Regions from separate parts of the Hordeum vulgare genome. Here region 2 is linked to region 1. The links are chromatin contacts, called in public Hi-C maps. All regions are on one chromosome and are shown on one strand. Each heading gives the region's core, a stretch centred on a gene start, on an enhancer-like site or on the middle of the called end of the contact. The rest is flanking DNA. Distances are from core to core; before and after follow the strand shown. Region 1 holds the start of LOC123449092. Region 2 holds the start of LOC123449094 (eukaryotic translation initiation factor NCBP).

Region 1 (2,769 bases), core at 29-2,528:
TGGTTTATATAGACACCAAGGTTCCTAGGGGATAGATGGGTCGAACTGGTCCTCGTGACTTGGAGTGCATGTCTAGTATTCAGAGCTTTCCATCTTGATAACCCAACCGCCCGAGGACCCCTTAATCGAGAACTCCCTCACCAACCGTAACCGCAAGACATATACTGCGATTGCAACCAGGGTTGAGGAGGGTGGTTGGGGGCAATAAAGCATTTTATTTGTTTTTATCGGTTTTCCTTTCTTGCAGTAGTTGCAACCGCCCCGACCCGAACGCAAGTCAACTCATCATACACAACCGCAGCTGCAACTACAGTGCGACCATCCTATCAGCTTCCTGCTCATCATCATAACATGTCGAGCAGTAGCGCCAACTTTGGGACCCCAAGACGAAGAGAAAGAGAGCAAGGATGAGCTGCTGCCGCTGCTTGTCTTGGCTCGCTGAGAGTGCCGCCATGAGAATGTGCAAGTGCGAGAGTGAGTGGCTTGGCTTGTACAGCGAGAGCAGAAAGGGGTACGGCTCAATGTGTGTGAGACTGTGCACTTTTTTAGGACAATTTCTTGTGTTTTCGGTTGACAAAGAAGGATGGTCTTCGTCGGCGAGGGAAACGGGCTGGAAGAGATAAACACAATGGTCCTGTTTGGATCCTAGGGTTAGAGTTAGAGTGGATTAGATTTAAGCCATCTAACTCTCAAAGATCCAAACAAATGGGTTAGAGTTGGTTAGATGCATCTAACCAACCCAAAAACTCTAACCCATTCAAGAGGTGCTTTTTGGGGTTAGAGTAGGTGGGGTCCACGAAAAGAGAGAGGTCCAAAGTAGCCAAATGATTGAGAAAAAACATTTATTGTCCATCTAATCCTCTCATCCAAACACCTTTAGAGTTAGAGTTAGTTAACTAACTCTAACTCTAACCAGGTTAGAGTATCCAAACAGGGCCAATGTCATAGAGACGTCATCTGAATGAGATCATTTTAAATCTCGTTCGAATGAGTTTCAGATGCTCCCTTTAAATTTATACTCTCCTCTCTTGGCCCCAGTTCATGTTTTTTTTTTTTTTGGGTACAACAGGTCCAGCTCCATTGCGTGCTGAAATTAGGTTCGGCGGTGTCGACAATGACACAAGCCCGGTATTCTTTTCTTTCTGCAAATCCCGAGCCGAAGCAGACCGGAGCACGAGAGAACAAACAAACAAACAAATAAAGCACCCACTAAACACACAGCCCCACCACCTGTTTACTCCCACTTCTACTCCTACGCTTCTGCCAAGCCCCGTAAATCGTAATCACCCTCTCCCGACTTTCCCCTCTTCCTTCCTTCCACCCCACTCGCACTCGCACCACCTTCCCCACATCAATCGCAAACCCCCGCAAGCACCACGTCGCAGATGCCGCATTAGCTCCGAAAATCCAAAACCATCCCTCCCCACCCACCCCCACCTCGCTCCTCCCCGCGGCGACGGCGGCCATGACGACCGGATCCGACGCCGACCGCTACGGCCACGGCCACGGCCCGCCCTCCTACCCGCAGCGCCGCCCGCACTACGGGGGCGCGCCGCCCTCCTACGGCTCCTCGGCCTCCTTCCGCGGCTGCTGCTGCTGCATCTTCATGCTCGTTATCTTCCTCGCCCTCCTGGCCCTCGCCGTCGCGCTCGTCGTCGTCCTCGCCGTCAAGCCACGCAAGCCCCAGTTCGACCTCAACCAGGTCGCCGTTCAGTACCTCCTCGTGGCCCCGCCGTCCCCAGCCGTGTCCGCGTCGCCGACCGTCGCCGCGGCCCCCGCCGCCGCCTACCTCTCCCTCAACATCACGCTCCTCTTCACCGCCGTGAACGCCAACAAGGTGGGAATCCGCTACGGCGCCACGGCGTTGGACGTCATGTACCACGGGGTGCCGCTCGGGGTGGCGGCCGTCCCCGGGTTCGAGCAGCCCGCGCACAGCACCCGCCTGCTCCAGACCCGCGTCATCGTCGACCGCTTCAACGTGCTACAGTCCGACGCCCAGGACCTCATCCGCGACGCCGCGCTCAACGACCGCGTCGAGTTCCGCATCACCGGCGACGTCGCCGCCAAGATCCTCGTGCTCGGCTTCTCCTCCCCCAAAGTCCAGGTAAATTCCCCCACCCTGCCCCCCCGAAACCAACTTTCTCGCTTCGCTTCGCTTCGTCCGCAAGCGCTGGGCTGATCGAAAGGGACTCGTGAACAAAACCAGGTGTCGGTGGACTGCGCGATCGACATCAGCCCGAAGCGGCAGTCGGTGACATACAAGCAATGCGGCGTGGACGGGCTAAGCGTGTAGGCAGCAAGCGGACCAGGCCAACCTCGCCGCCGCCGCCGCCGCAGAAGCGGAAGCTGCTGGTATTAATCTAGCGGAGATAGATATATGTGGATGGGGGAATCTGTACGTCGATTCTACAGTAGTCTCTAATCTCGGGTTTCGATTCCTTTGCTGCGCGTGGGGGCCGGGTAAATTTTGAGCTCTCACCTCACCTCACCTTAGGAGGAGGAGGAGGAGGTTACCACTGATTCTTGTGAATTATTACTGGATGCCATTAGCAGTGAGTACATAAATCGCCATGGTTCTTTCTTCTTCCATCGCCGTTGCTTAGGAGCAAAGGGAAGTGGTGCGGTGCTAAAGGTGAGGGGCGAGTGGAATCTGACCGGCCCCTTTCCGCTCGCTCCTCCTCCTTGTTCTTGTTGTCCGCGTCCGTGGAATGGTTTCCCTTCGCGTGTTTGGGGGTGGGCCGTGGGAGTCGGTGGGGAACTGCGCTGTCC
Region 2 (2,835 bases), core at 15-2,514, 350 kb before region 1:
AGCATCCCACAAGGTTATAATGCAATTAAAGACCAGTCATGAACAAAGTAAAAACATCACTTGAGAATCCCATGATGATAAGAACTACTCCCTCCGTTCCTAAATATAAGTCATTTAGAGGTTTCACCGGTGGACTACATACGGATGTATATAGACATACTTTAGAGTGTAGATTCACTCATTTTGCTCCGTATGTAGAGCCCTAGTGAAATCTCTTAAAAGACTTATATTTAGGAACGGAGGGGTAGAATTTTCCACAAATCAAGTAGGCTAATGTATAGTACTTCATGGTGGCACAGGAAGGGAAGTCCTAGTTGAGGGTTTAAAGAACAACAACCGAAGTTTGTATGATGACCTAATCTTACAGCCCAACGAAAGCACAAATAGATTACTTACCAAATCCTCCCAGAAACGCCCAGAAACAGCCTTCTTGAACCGTATAATCCACTTGCCGCCATTCCGATTTGCAGGATCCTGCCCAGTCAAAATGCATTAACCACTAGAAGCATGGTAGACATGACACCAATACTAAACACAGACACTACTGAAAAAACAACAGCTTGTTCGGAGCAATACCTCCCAGAGTGGACGGACACCCTCTTTGAAAAGATGCAGGTCCGTGGGGCTCGGTAGGGCGGACGGGCGTGCGAGGTGGCAGTAGCAAACCCAGAACGACTCGACCTAAAGTCATCCAATTCCAAACAGCAATATCAATCAGTAAGCTCCACTGACCTAACTAAGAAAAAACCCTGAAAGCAACCTGCTGTGACGGAGACACGTACAGTGCTGAAATCGACGATCTTCTTGATGTTGTCCTCGTACGACTGCGACCTCGTCCCGGGCGTCCGGCGTGTGTACCAGAGCACGAGCTTGCGCTGCGGACAAGAAAGGAGATTACATCCGGCTTCCTCTGAGATTCAAAGGTTCAGGCATTTCTGGAACGGGAAACGGGGATAAGGTTTAGATCTAGCGGCGGCGGGCGGGTCTTACCCTGAGAGGATGGAGGCCGGCCTTGAGCTCGCGGTTGCGGCGCTCGCTCTCCTCGGCCTCCGCCTCGTCCTCCTCCTCGACGGCGGCGGGCGGCGCGTCCTCGGCCCGGGCGTGCGACGGCTGTAGCTGCTCCTCCTGCTCGGGCACCTTCCTCTCCACCGCCGCCTCCATGGCGCCCCCTCGTGCGGCGATTTGGTCGGCTGGGTTGGGAGTTCAGAGAGAGAGAGACGAGGAAGGGTCCGGGAGACGCGTGACGGGGGGATGGGAGTGGGTTTGTGCCTTTTTGGTCCTCTTCGATAGGGATGAACCGTGCCAGGGAGCGCTTCTATTCCGTAAGGTGTGGGTCTGAAATCTTTTTCTCACAGCTTCTCCAAACAGTGACTCAAAAATTTCACGTGCAATAAAAGTTTTAACACATTATTATAATATTTTTATTAGAACAGTATTGAACGTCGACGCGCCGGCTCGAAAACTCGCGCCGGTCACAGCGCAGCCGTATGATTGGAGTCTCCCGCATCGTTGGATCTCCCCCGCTCCTTCATCCTCCTCACGCAGCTCAACGCGCATCCCGATCCCTCCGCCTCCCCTACATCTCGCACGCGCCGCCGTGTGCAAGTAGCCCGCGGGCTCCCGCACGCTCATCGTCGTCGTCCCGTCGTCAGCCTGCTCATCGCGCTCGACGTCGACGTCGTGGTTCCCATCAACCCACCACCAACATCTCGCCTTCCGTGCAGCAAAAAAAATTGTCGGTGGTAGCTAAAAAGTAATACCGGTTGTAACAAAACAGAACGACGGATGTAGCAAATTTGTATAATAATTGTAGCATTTTTTCATCATGGTTGCAGCTCGGCCATGCCAACTGTTATAGAAAAACAATACAGTTGCAACAAAACGGAATGACGGATATAGCAAATTTGTATAATGGTTGCAGCATTTTTACATCATGGTTGCAACTCCGGCTACAACTTCAATGAACTTTGGCTGCAACTCTGATGGACGTGGTTGTAGCTTTTTTATCAACGGTTGTAACTTTTTTTGACGCTTGTAGCTTTTGTGGTACGTGGTTGTAGCATTCGCGACACCATCCCTTCGGGTCCTCGTGCAGCAACCTCACCTGCCAACCATGGGATCACCCACCCACCCATAACCCCCGTCGCTTTGCTGTTTACAGCTCCTCCGTATGTCGGTTGCAGCTCTCGTGTACCCCGATGTAACTTTTCCATCCATCATGAATCTAATAAAAACGAGATGGATCTAACGGAAATGGGAGGAAGAAGAAGCAGAGAAAAAAGGAAAAAACGGAGACAAGAGGAAGAAGAAGCAGAGAAGAAAGGAAAAAAAACGAGCGTCACCGCCAGCCTGTCTCCACGTGAAAAAGGGAGCGAGCGATAGCGACCGGTGGAAGTGTGTAGACGCAAAAGTTTTCCTTTTTTATTATACGTGGACCAACATTTTTTTTAATGCCAAAAAACACGCGTTCAAAATAACACGCGGTGCGAATTATGAAGTGCATGATTCGGCGCCCCAAATTTGCAACCTGAAAAGCAGCACGCTCAATATTTACAGCACGGGAGCATCATTTTTGTACGCGTCTATTTTACAGTTTGTGCTAGAGCATCATTTTTTATCTCCGACACACAAAACATCAGTTTTTAACACACGCGGTCTTTTTTGGACGACTTTTGAAGATGCTCTCAAATGGTAAACGATTCCCTACAACCGACCAGCCGACTTGTCCTGCCATGAAAACAAACTAATCCAAAGATACAAAGCCCTTAAGCAGGAGAGAATATGCGAACCAATATGTGGTTCAATGGTTGGAGGAACAGTGGTATTTTCAGCCCA

Evidence for each region. A called contact is a pair of places that touch in the nucleus more often than the background predicts.
Region 2: a Hi-C map of leaf shows a contact between it and region 1, with 5 times the contacts expected there. The contact joins the promoter of LOC123449094 here to the promoter of LOC123449092 in region 1. A contact is called at or near these places in 4 of 6 Hi-C or Micro-C datasets (leaf and seedling) and 1 of 1 datasets of contacts at active chromatin or transcription factors (embryo).

The regions. Positions count from the first base shown.
Region 1 is chr4H:489,116,214-489,118,982 of MorexV3_pseudomolecules_assembly, reverse strand. LOC123449092 reads left to right here and starts at 1,278. Exons shown (of 2, transcript XM_045126177.1): 1 at 1,278-2,104; 2 at 2,207-2,587. The coding sequence starts at 1,466. The coding sequence ends at 2,293.
Region 2 is chr4H:489,463,044-489,465,878 of MorexV3_pseudomolecules_assembly, reverse strand. LOC123449094 (eukaryotic translation initiation factor NCBP) reads right to left here and starts at 1,264. Exons shown (of 6, transcript XM_045126180.1): 1 at 991-1,264; 2 at 783-875; 3 at 577-681; 4 at 397-474. The coding sequence starts at 1,161.